2 separate regions of the Mus musculus genome follow, and region 1 is linked to region 2. Evidence: chromatin contacts called from public HiChIP or PLAC-seq data. All regions are on one chromosome and are shown on one strand. The core of a region is the stretch at or near the end of the contact, and the rest is flanking DNA. Distances in the headings are between cores, read along the strand shown.

What was found. HiChIP or PLAC-seq counts read pairs in DNA pulled down with a chosen protein or histone mark.
Region 1: an HNF4G HiChIP or PLAC-seq map of pancreatic cancer cells shows a contact between it and region 2. The contact joins two enhancer-like sites. A contact is called at or near these places in 1 of 115 datasets of contacts at active chromatin or transcription factors (pancreatic cancer cells) and 3 of 9 other capture datasets (adipose tissue, liver and pancreatic islet).

What each region holds. Positions count from the first base shown.
Region 1 is chr17:45,783,656-45,788,417 of GRCm38.p6, forward strand. No RefSeq gene overlaps it. Among named protein-coding and RNA genes, the nearest start is that of Gm46607, 2.7 kb to the right of the region's middle. Within about 2 kb of position 1,451, at least 20 of the 459 cell types and tissues checked have an H3K27ac peak or open chromatin away from gene starts, as enhancers often do. A contact at or near this core is called in pancreatic cancer cells, where this site is marked.
Region 2 is chr17:45,608,320-45,613,688 of GRCm38.p6, forward strand. No RefSeq gene overlaps it. Among named protein-coding and RNA genes, the nearest start is that of Mymx, 8.9 kb to the left of the region's middle. Within about 2 kb of position 2,107, at least 73 of the 459 cell types and tissues checked have an H3K27ac peak or open chromatin away from gene starts, as enhancers often do. A contact at or near this core is called in pancreatic cancer cells, where this site is marked.

The DNA of each region.
Region 1 (4,762 bases), core at 201-2,700, 170 kb after region 2:
GGGGAGGTGACCCTATGGCTTCGTTTCTATCACTGGTAGGAGACAGACATCTTCCTTTTCTTCTCTCGAGCAAAGATTAAGAACATACAAATGGGGAGGGGAGCGGGGAACTAGAACTTTAGCTCAGTGAGTAAAGTGCTTGTCTGTGCAAGCAAAAGGACCCGGGTTCGGATCTCAGGCACACACGTAAAACTCAGGCACCGTGGCACACATCTGTAATTTCAGTGCTAGAAGGCAGGTGGAGACCTGAGGATCCCAGGTGGGTGGGGCTGGGAGAAGCTCACTGGCCAGCCAGTCTGGTCGGAAACATTGAGCTCCAGGTTCAGTGAGAGAACCTGTCTCAAAAACTAAGGTGAAGATCGACTGAAGAAGACGTCAGATGCTGAACTCTGGCCTACATATGTGTATGTATGGGTGAATGTACCCACATGTACATGCATGCACAACACACACACACACATACACACACACTCGAACATAGATATAAGCACAGTGCTGGGACTCTAGGCAGAATGAGGAAGAGCATGGTTGACTGTGTCTAGCCAGAAAGGCCAGAGGAGACTAGACGGCTACCATGCCGGGAGCATTGAGGAGTTCTTATGAGCTTCTGGTATGTTTCAGAAGGGACACCTGGACTGGCTCTGTTTTCCAGACACAGGAACCTGGGAATACAGAGAGGAGGTGGTCACATGAGGAGGTTCTCTGTTACTAAACGAGGCTCAAGGCAGAAGAGCCAGGATGGCCTCGCTTGAAGGAGTCGGGTGCGATAGTCAGTGGGGGACCTTGGAATGAAAGGCAAGATAGATGCTGAAGGTTGGTCTTGGACAGGGAGCAAAGGCAGGCAGGATGCTAGGTAGCGTGAGGCGCCTGGGGCAGTTGAGTTGCTTCCACCAGCCAAAACCCAAGAGGGCTTTCCCTGGAACTCTCTTGCAAAATCATGGCGGCATCTCTACTGATGTGGCTTCCTGTGGAAAGTAGGTGCTGTTGGTGGGTCCTGGCATGAGCCTCACTCATTTCCAGTCTCCTCAATTTCTGTACCAGGCCCAAGCCTCCAGGGGGAAGCTTCTAGAAAACACATCCCAGATGTGCTGAGGGAGACGGAGCCAAGAGAGCAGGATGACTACTCTTTTGAGAAAGGATGCCATTTCCCCTTTGGATCAACAACTTGGTGTTGCTTAGAGAAAACGACACCTCCCATCCTAGATCTGGGGATCCCTGGGCTTGGAGAATCCTTTTCTAAACCTTGCTAGAAGCAGGTTTGCAGAAGGCGGCGATCTGGCAAAGGGGAAGCCAGAGGGAACAGTCTCTGCTTTTAAGGACTCGTGAGGTTCTCCTGATTTCAAGATCTATAGACTTAATCATGTCTGTGAAGTCCCCTTGGCCTGGTGACACAACAGTCATAAGTTCCGGGCATTAGGGGGTGTGGCTCACCACAGTGTTTATTCTATCAGCCGTATCTTTGGCATGTTATCTTTGTAAAGCCATACTTATGAACGTATGCAGTACTGTCTGCTGGCAGCTCAGGATATTTCCCTCCCTTTTCTGCCCAGGAGGGGCCAGAAGCCAGAGAACGAGAGTCCTCAGAATCCCCTGGGTGCCAAAGAGCGACACCGCCACAGGCTTCGGTGAATGGAAAAGAAGCTCCAGTGTTGCTCACCGTCTGAGGGCAGATGCGTGGGCTTTGGCAGATACAGGATTTAGGCTTTTGCGTTGCTTTGATCCTGGAGGCTCAGGTGTCTTGTGGTTTCAGCCACTTCCTGACTTCCTAAGACCTAACAGGAAAGCTGAGCCATCCCTTCCCAGCGTTGTAAATATAGAATCCCCTGTGTTTAAGCAGAGCAGAGCACCTGAAGTGGTCTCCATGTTCTTGACTAACGCAGTGCCTTGTTGATGATCACGATTTATGACCTGCTGGCTTGTACTTAATAAGATGCACCAACAAATCTGTCCGAGGGTCATGGAGTATTCAAATTTTGGTGATTACCTGATTGCAGAAGTGTTTCCTGGTTTTGGTATTATGTCCACATAGTCAAGAACCGCTCTCCCTGCACACCCACACAACCCCCTCCCTGCTTGGCAGTGAAACTGAATGCACTGTCAGACATATTTACTCAGAACACATTCTTGAAATGCAATGTTTTAGTTGAAAGACATTCACTTTTTGAAAGCATTCGTGCCTGTTTCCAGAGAAGTCTTCTGTGTTGTCTTATTTTGGCCTATAGGACATGATTCTCCACGCTTTCTTCCCCAGCTCAGTTCCTTCCTTCCTTCCTTCCTTCCTTCCTTCCTTCCTTCCTTCCTTCCTTCCCTCCTCCTCCTCCTCCTCCTCCTCCTCCTCCTTCTCCTCCTCCTCCGACCCAGGCACTGAACTCAGTCTTGTCCATGTCTGTCAAGTGCTTTGCACCTGAGCCACATTCCTAGTCTAACCTGGGCTTCCTTCTCTTTTTCTACAGCACAGTGCAGATGGTGAGTGAATCTGACTGCTTCTGCCTTCAGAATGCATCCACAGCCCTCGAGGGTCACCATCGCCATGTGATCAGGCCTGCATCCCATCTCAGCTGGATCTGACAGTGGCTCGGAACCATCCCCGCCTTGCTCAGCTTCCCCTCATCCTCAGTAGCCAGAGATTTTGCTCAACTGTACTCCAGACCATGCCATGCTTAGCTCAGATAGAGACCCTCATCTCCTCCAGGAAAAAAAAAGCCAGCACATGGCTGTTCATGAAACCCTACCTAACCAACCCCTATTGCTCCTCTGACCTCCCCATCCTACTCCTTGGTTCGTTGTCCAGCTTGCCCCTTGAACCTTCTTGTTTCTTGGGTGTTCCAGGTGAGAGACCGTGATGAACACCTGTACCAGTTGTCCCCTTTGCCTGGACAATTCACCCAGACATCTACAAGTGGGGCTCCTTTGTCCTGTCATTTGTCCTTGAGCAGGGACTTCTCTGAACCTCCTGCCTAGCAACCTTTCACGTTCCATTTCTGGTTCACTCCATAGTACCTACCGCTGTCTATCTTCAGACAGTGTCTCCTGTCCTCTGGTTCTCGGCTATGTGCATTGTGTAAATACTGGAGAGCTATCGCCACTGGCTATAAGTGTGAGTTGAATGTAGACGTGAACTTGGGACATTTGCTGAGCCTGCTGCACCCTGTTTGTGCTGTTGTTTGTCCAACGTAAAACTAATTTCTTTCTTTCTTCCTCCCCCCCTGTCCCCCCATATTTTAGACAAGATCTTACCCCATAGGTCTGGTTGGCCTAGAACTCCCTATGTAGATAACCTGGCCTTGAACTCACAGAGATCCTCATGCCTTCGCTTCCCGAGTGCTAGGACTAGAGGTGTGTGCTACCATGCCTGGCTTCCAGTGTGAACTACTGTGTTTCCCTTGTGAAGCATACGACACAAAGTCACTCAACCTCAGGAGACACTAGGCAGTGCATACGGTGGAAGGCAAAAAGCATCACTTTATTATTAGCTCTCTTGTGCTTATTTATTTCTGAGACAGGATTTCTCTGTGTAGCTCTGGCTGTCCTGGAACTCACTCTGTAGATCAGGCTAGCCTCAAACTCCTGAGTGCTAGGATTAAAGACATGTGCCACCGGGCTCTGTTTGTTTGTTTGTTTTTTTTTCCTTTGTTTTGTTTTTTAATATATGAAATAAGGGAAATAATAGTAACTGTTCCATGAGTTTTTGTTAGAATTAAGTGAACTAATTCATACAAATAATTGTGAAGCATCTGGCATGTATTAATCGTTAAATAATTGGAAGCTGGTTTAATCTCCCTTTGTAGTAGAGGGATCTAAAGCTCGGAGAATTTAGGATTCTAACCACAGGTTACATAGCGAGAGGCAGGGTGAAGGTTGAACTCAGGACTCATGATTTACACAGCTGGTTCTGCTAAGTCAAACTCATACAGTGACCTAAACAAGGCCGTGGGACTCTTCCCTCAGGCGAGAGAGCAGTGCAGCCTCTTGCTGTCTGTTTTGTCTGAATCCTCCCCACATTCCAGTCGACTCATCTGATGATCTCGGAACATCACCAGGCCCGAGAGACTCACTGCCTCCTGTTTCCGTGTCTGGAGTGGAGTGTACGAATAATCATACCATTTGTCACGACGTAGGACAAGGTGACAGAGCTGAGGTGTAGTGTGGAACAGTTCCTGTAATTCCGTGGCTCACAAGGCTGAGGCAGGAGGATTGAGAGTTTAAGACCAGCTTATGCTACACAGAGAGACCTTCTCTCTCAAAAAATAACATAATCTGGGCATAGTGGCACACACCTTTAATCCCAGCATTTTCAGGAGGCAGAGGCAGGTGGATCTCTGTGAATGAGTGGCCAGTCTGGTTTAGATAAAGAATTCCAGGCCGGGCAGGGGTACAAAACTGACATTTAAGAACACAATCTCAGATGCCCACTAAGTGTCTACCCTCTTCACTTCCTTTACTAACATAGTTCATCACCCCTCCCAGTGTCCCCAGTGGCCGGGCACCCTGTGGCTTCTGATCCTGCTGACCTCTCTGGTCCCCTGATAGGCTCTGGAGCTATCCCCATGATGCCTATCCTTGCTGCTAGGCAGCCTTGACTTGAATGTGGCCCTTGTCCTACTCTGTAATGGGACCCTAGAGGAAGGTTGGCTTTGGTATGGGGGTGGGGGGTGAGGGGCTACATGTCTGCTGGTCTTCACAGGAACTGTGAGCATACTACGGAACAGGGCTCAAAAACAAGGAACATGGCTCAGTTACCACTCTGAACTTGGTTACTGCC
Region 2 (5,369 bases), core at 857-3,356:
AAAGCAGGGACTATTTGTTTGTTTGTTTGTTTGTTTGTTTGTTTGTTTATTGTGAAGAGAGGGCATCGAATCCCATTACAGATGGTTACTGGGAATCGAACTCATGACCTCTGGAAAATCATACAGTGCTCTTAACCCCTGAGCCATCTCCTAGCCCAAAGCAGAGACTCCTAACTCATCAGCTATTTACTCCCCTCGGAACTCAGGGAACATCACATGGAGCAGAAGGTGGAAAGGATGAGAAGGAGCGTTGTGCAATGTTGTCTTCTCTCATGACATGGCTTTGTACTAAACTTACCAATTGCACAAGACCTGCACAGTTCGAGCTGATGACATCAGTCAACATTGCAGCAGGCAGCACTATCCAAACTCAAGAGATGACACAAAAAAACAAAAATAAAACCAAAAAAGATGGAAGAGGATTGTTGAGGGGTGTCTGGGAGAGTAAGGGAGAATTGTTAGAGATATTTATGGTTAAGATACACTGTGTACATGTATAAGCTTATAAAATAATATATATATTTTAAAGTTTCACATTCCCGAAGCTGGGTCTGGAGATTATGCCGTAATCCAAGATAAAGCATTTCTGGCTATGGAAAGGAAAGCTAGAACAAGTGTAGCAATGCATGGCTGTAATCTCAGCATTCCAGAGCTGAAGGCAGAGGATCAGAGCTTAAGGGCTGCTGGTGTCATGTGGTGATTTCATGAGTTCAAGACCAGCCTCGGTAATAAAATAAAAATAAAAAATTTAAAAGGTTCTCAAACATTAACATCACCAACCTATAAAAAATATAAACAGCTGGATGTGGTGGCGCACACCTTTAATCCCAGCACTTGGGAGGCAGAGGCAGGCAGATTTCTGAGTTTGAGGCCAACCTGGTCTACAGAGTAAGTTCCAGGACAGCCAGGGCTACACAGAGAAACCCTGTCTCGAAAAATAAAAATAAAAATAAACAACAACAATAACAACAAACTGGGGTAAACCTGGTGGTTGTGGGGCTAGCCTTTTATCCCAGCAGTCCTAAGGCAGAGAGACAGGTGAACTTTGTGAATTCCAAGTCAGCCTGGTCTACAGAGCGAGTTCCAGGACAGCCAGAGGCACACCGAGAAACCCTGTCTAGAAAAAAAACAAAACAAAACAAAACTGTAGTTCACGATGAGCTAGTTTCTAAGTTTAGGGGGCTCAACTAGTTGAGAAGATCCTCAATGCTGGGCTCAAAGCTTGTTTCCCAAATTGTTTCTGGTCGCGCTTTGGGAACCACGTGGCACCAAGGTCAACGCAGTGTGGTTCGTTATCTCTCCAGATTTTCGATCAGGTCCCTCCAGCCTCGGTTTGCGGGGCTTCCAGAGAGAAGCTCCTGGTTTGGGTGACACTGGAATTAAAAAAAAAAAAAAAAGGCGGGACAATTAAAAAGATCCAAGTTGGATATGGCAGCTTACAGGCTGCTGGGAAATCTTTCATTTCTTTAGTCTCTATTGCTTTAGAAGTTTGTTAAATTGAGAGACACGAGTGTTTCATTAGAATATCTTCATTTTTGCCAGGCCAGTTAATAACCGCAACAGAACAACGTGAACAAAAAGCAGGCTTGGAAAACTCCCTCTGGGAACCCCCAAAATACAAAGAGCCCCGAAGCGTAATACCTATGAATGCTGTGACACTGCCCCCCACCCCCGACCACGTACACAACACAGTAAGTCACACTGCGCCTTTTCCAACCTCAGCTTTCATAGCTGGCTATATATATATATATATATATATATATATATATATATATATATCTTCCCAATTCCTGTCTCAAGCAACTATGGAGTAGCTCCAAGTCCCTGGGCTGGGGAGACCCAGAGAGGAAACAGGCTTTTGTGTCTAGCAACAATGAGAAAATCAAGCAGGGGGGTGGGGCAAGGAAAGACAGTGGCTGTGTCTGAGGAATGTGTTTAATCTTCATCCTCTGTCTCTCTCCACCCCATCCTGGGCTTAACTTCCCTGTGCACCTCCTTCTCTTCTGTTCAGCAGTAACCTTCCCTACTGGATCCCCTTAGCCTGCCTCTAGCATTTTCGTTGCTGGTAAGAACACTGCCTTAAGACCCATCCACCGGCAAGCACCAGTCCCTGACACTATTCACGATAGTCTGTTATGCTTGTTGCCAGGAGCATGTTGTCCTCTGAGAGGCTCCACCCAGCAGCTGACTCAGACAGATACAGACACCCACAGCCAAACAGTGGATGGAGCTTGGGGACTCTTATGGAAGAATAGGAAGAAGGATTGTGGGGCCCTGAAGGGGATAGGAACTCCATAGGAAGATCAACAGAGCCGACTAATCTGGACCCTTGAGGCTCTCAGGGACTGAACCAACAACCAAAGAACCTGTATGGGCTGGACCCAGGCCTCCCTGCATATATGTAGCAGATGTGCAGCTTGGTCTTCATTGGGTCCTGAACAACTGGAATCGGGGCTATCCAAAAAGCTATTGTTTGTGTGTGGGATATGTTCCACTAGCTGGGCTGTTTGTCTGGCCTCAGTGGGAAAGGAAGCACCTAGCCTCACAGAGACTTGAAGTGCCAGGGTGAGGGGCTACCCAAGGGCCCCAACCAGCTCAGAGGAGAAGGGGGAGGGGAGATGGAGGAAGGATTGTGGGAGGGGCTGACTAGGAGGGGAACAGTGAGCAGAATGTAAAGTGAATAAGTAAGAAAAAATAAAATTAAATTGGAAAAAATAAATGCTGGCAGAAACCAGTTTCTTCCAGCTCCTGGCTGAGCCTCGCACAGTGGTGTAATCTTCCTGGCAGGAGAAAATATCTTCTAAAGAGACCCTCCCTTTGACTATCAAACTATTGCGATAACGGACCCCCAACCAGGCTGGGAGGGACAAAAGACTGAGGCTATCAAGAGGCACCCCTGCCCCATCTCCCCAGAGATTCCACACAGTTCTGACAACTCCTCAGATCACCAGAAAGACAGCATGGAGCTCAGACAATGAGAGGTCTAGGGCGGACCTTTGCCAGGGCTGCTCAAGTGTGCATTCTTTTGTCCTTCTATGTGGCTTTGGTTTTGATAACTTGTCACAAATGTAGACATATCTGGGACGAGAGATCCTCAATTAAGAAAATGCCTGTGGGCTGGAGAGATGGCTCAGAGGTTAAGAGCACTGGCCACTCTTCCAGAGGTCCTGAGTTAAATTCCCAGCAACCACATGGTGGCTCACAACCACCTGTAATGGGATCTGATGACCTCTTCTGGGGTGTCTGAAGACAGCGACAGTGTACTCATATATATATATAATAAATAGTAGTATCCTAGAAAGGTAGCTGGAGTCGAACCTAAAGAGTGAGCCATTAGGCAACATTCCTCCATGGCCTCTGCTTCAATTTCTATCTCCAGGTCCTGTCCTGATTTCTCTCCATGATAAACTAGAAGCTGTAAGATGATGTAAACTCCTCTAAACATTGCTTCTGGTCATAGTGTTTATCATAGCAGTAGAAAGCAAGCTAGAACACTTTCTGTTTTAAACTTAAAGTCATGCCAGGAACCATGACCATGGACTTGGGAGCTAACTGGTCCTCTGGGTTTCTTTTCCCTCCTTCAACATGTGGACACATTGAACACACCCTTCTTTACTTAGCTTTTTATTGTTAATCGATCATGTTTATACTTGGCCTCTTGGAGACTAGTGACTAAGGACAGCCCGTTAGGGCTCCCAGGCCTCAGACTTACCCTAACACCATCACTAACAAAGGGTCTGGTTTGTACTTTCAGACCTGGGTTTCCCATAATCGCGAGGAAATGAGGTGGGGGTGAGGGTGGGGGAGGGCAGGAAAGAGCAGGCTGCTTTGAGGACCTTCTGTTTCCTCAAGGTCAATTTAAAAAAAATGCCCATATTTGGCATTCTGGAAACCCTCACGGCCTTCCATATGCAAGCATTAAGTTAATCAGGCTGTGGTATTGAGAATGAGCGTCTGTGTGCTTGTCACACGACGGTTACACACAAGGTGCAACAAGTGGGAAAGCGGCTGCACACACCAAGGGTCAAGCAGGGTCATGGGTAGTGTCCAGGCAACGTGAAGATGCCTTGGTGAGAGTTTAATAGAGTTAACGGGTTCTGGCCAGACTTGGGAGCACCAAGCCTCCTCCTCCTGTGGTGGTCTGTATTTCTCTACCCAGGGGCTCCAGAGCACTCCATGGCCAAGAAGACCTGCAATTAAAACTATATCTAGGGACTGGGTTGCAGCTCTGTTGATGTGGCATATGCTCAAAGCCTTAGGGTCGAGCTCCTAGCACAGAGGTTCTCAACCTGTAGGTCTCGACCCCTCTGAGAGTAAAATGATTCTCACACGGGTTGCATATCAGATACCTTGCATATCAGATATTTACACAACAGTAGCAAACTTACAGTCCTACTAAATTATTTTATGGTTGGGGGGTTACCAGAATATGAGGAACTGTGTTAAAGTTAGGAAGGTTGAGAACCATTGCCCTAGCACCATGTAAACTGGGTGTGGTGACACATGTCTGCTATCCCAGCATGGAAGCAGGAGAACAAGAAGTTCAGGTAATAGTTACTGGTATCACTGCATTGATAAAATACCAAGGCCAAAGCTACCTAGGGGAGAAAGTTTATTTTAGCTCATGGTTCAGAGCGGTAAGAGTCCATCCACCATGCCAGGGATACGAGGAAACAAGTCTCCAGCAGGCCAGCAGGCCAGGGGAACTGAACTCACACCTGGAACTGCAATCAAACTGAAGGTTGGGGAGTCTTAGAGCCCATCCCTGTGATATACTTCCTCCATGAAGACCACGCCTCCTGAGCCTTCCCCTATCAAGGTCACGCCTCCTGAGCCTTCCAAAACACGGGAACCAAGAATAAACATATCCAATGTAGGGGACATCCTCAAAAGCGAGAACACAAGACTTGGCTTAGTTCCTCAAAGACTTCCTTCTGCCTTTTCAGCTTTTTATTTTTTTCTTGGTTTTTCGAGACAGGGTTTCTCTGTGTAGCCCTGGCTGTCCTGGAACTCACTTTGTAGACCAGGCTGGCCTCAAACTCAGAAATCCGCCTGTCTCTGCCTCCCGAGTGCTGGGATTAAAGGCGTGCGCCACCACGCCCGGCTACCTTTTCAGCTTTAAACTTCCAGGAAGTCCCTACTCCTCAGACCACCTGCATGGACCGGCATAAAAAGACAGAGAAAATTAGGGGCACATGGGAAAGAAAGGAGCCTGCTCTCTGGGATCTTTTATGTTTAATTTACATTTATTTATGCATATGGGAGTTTTGCCTGAATGCATAGCCACTGAGTGGACACTTGATGACAGAGGAGGGCTAGACTCCCCTAGAACTGGAGGTACAGGTGGTTGTGAGCTACCATGTGGGTGA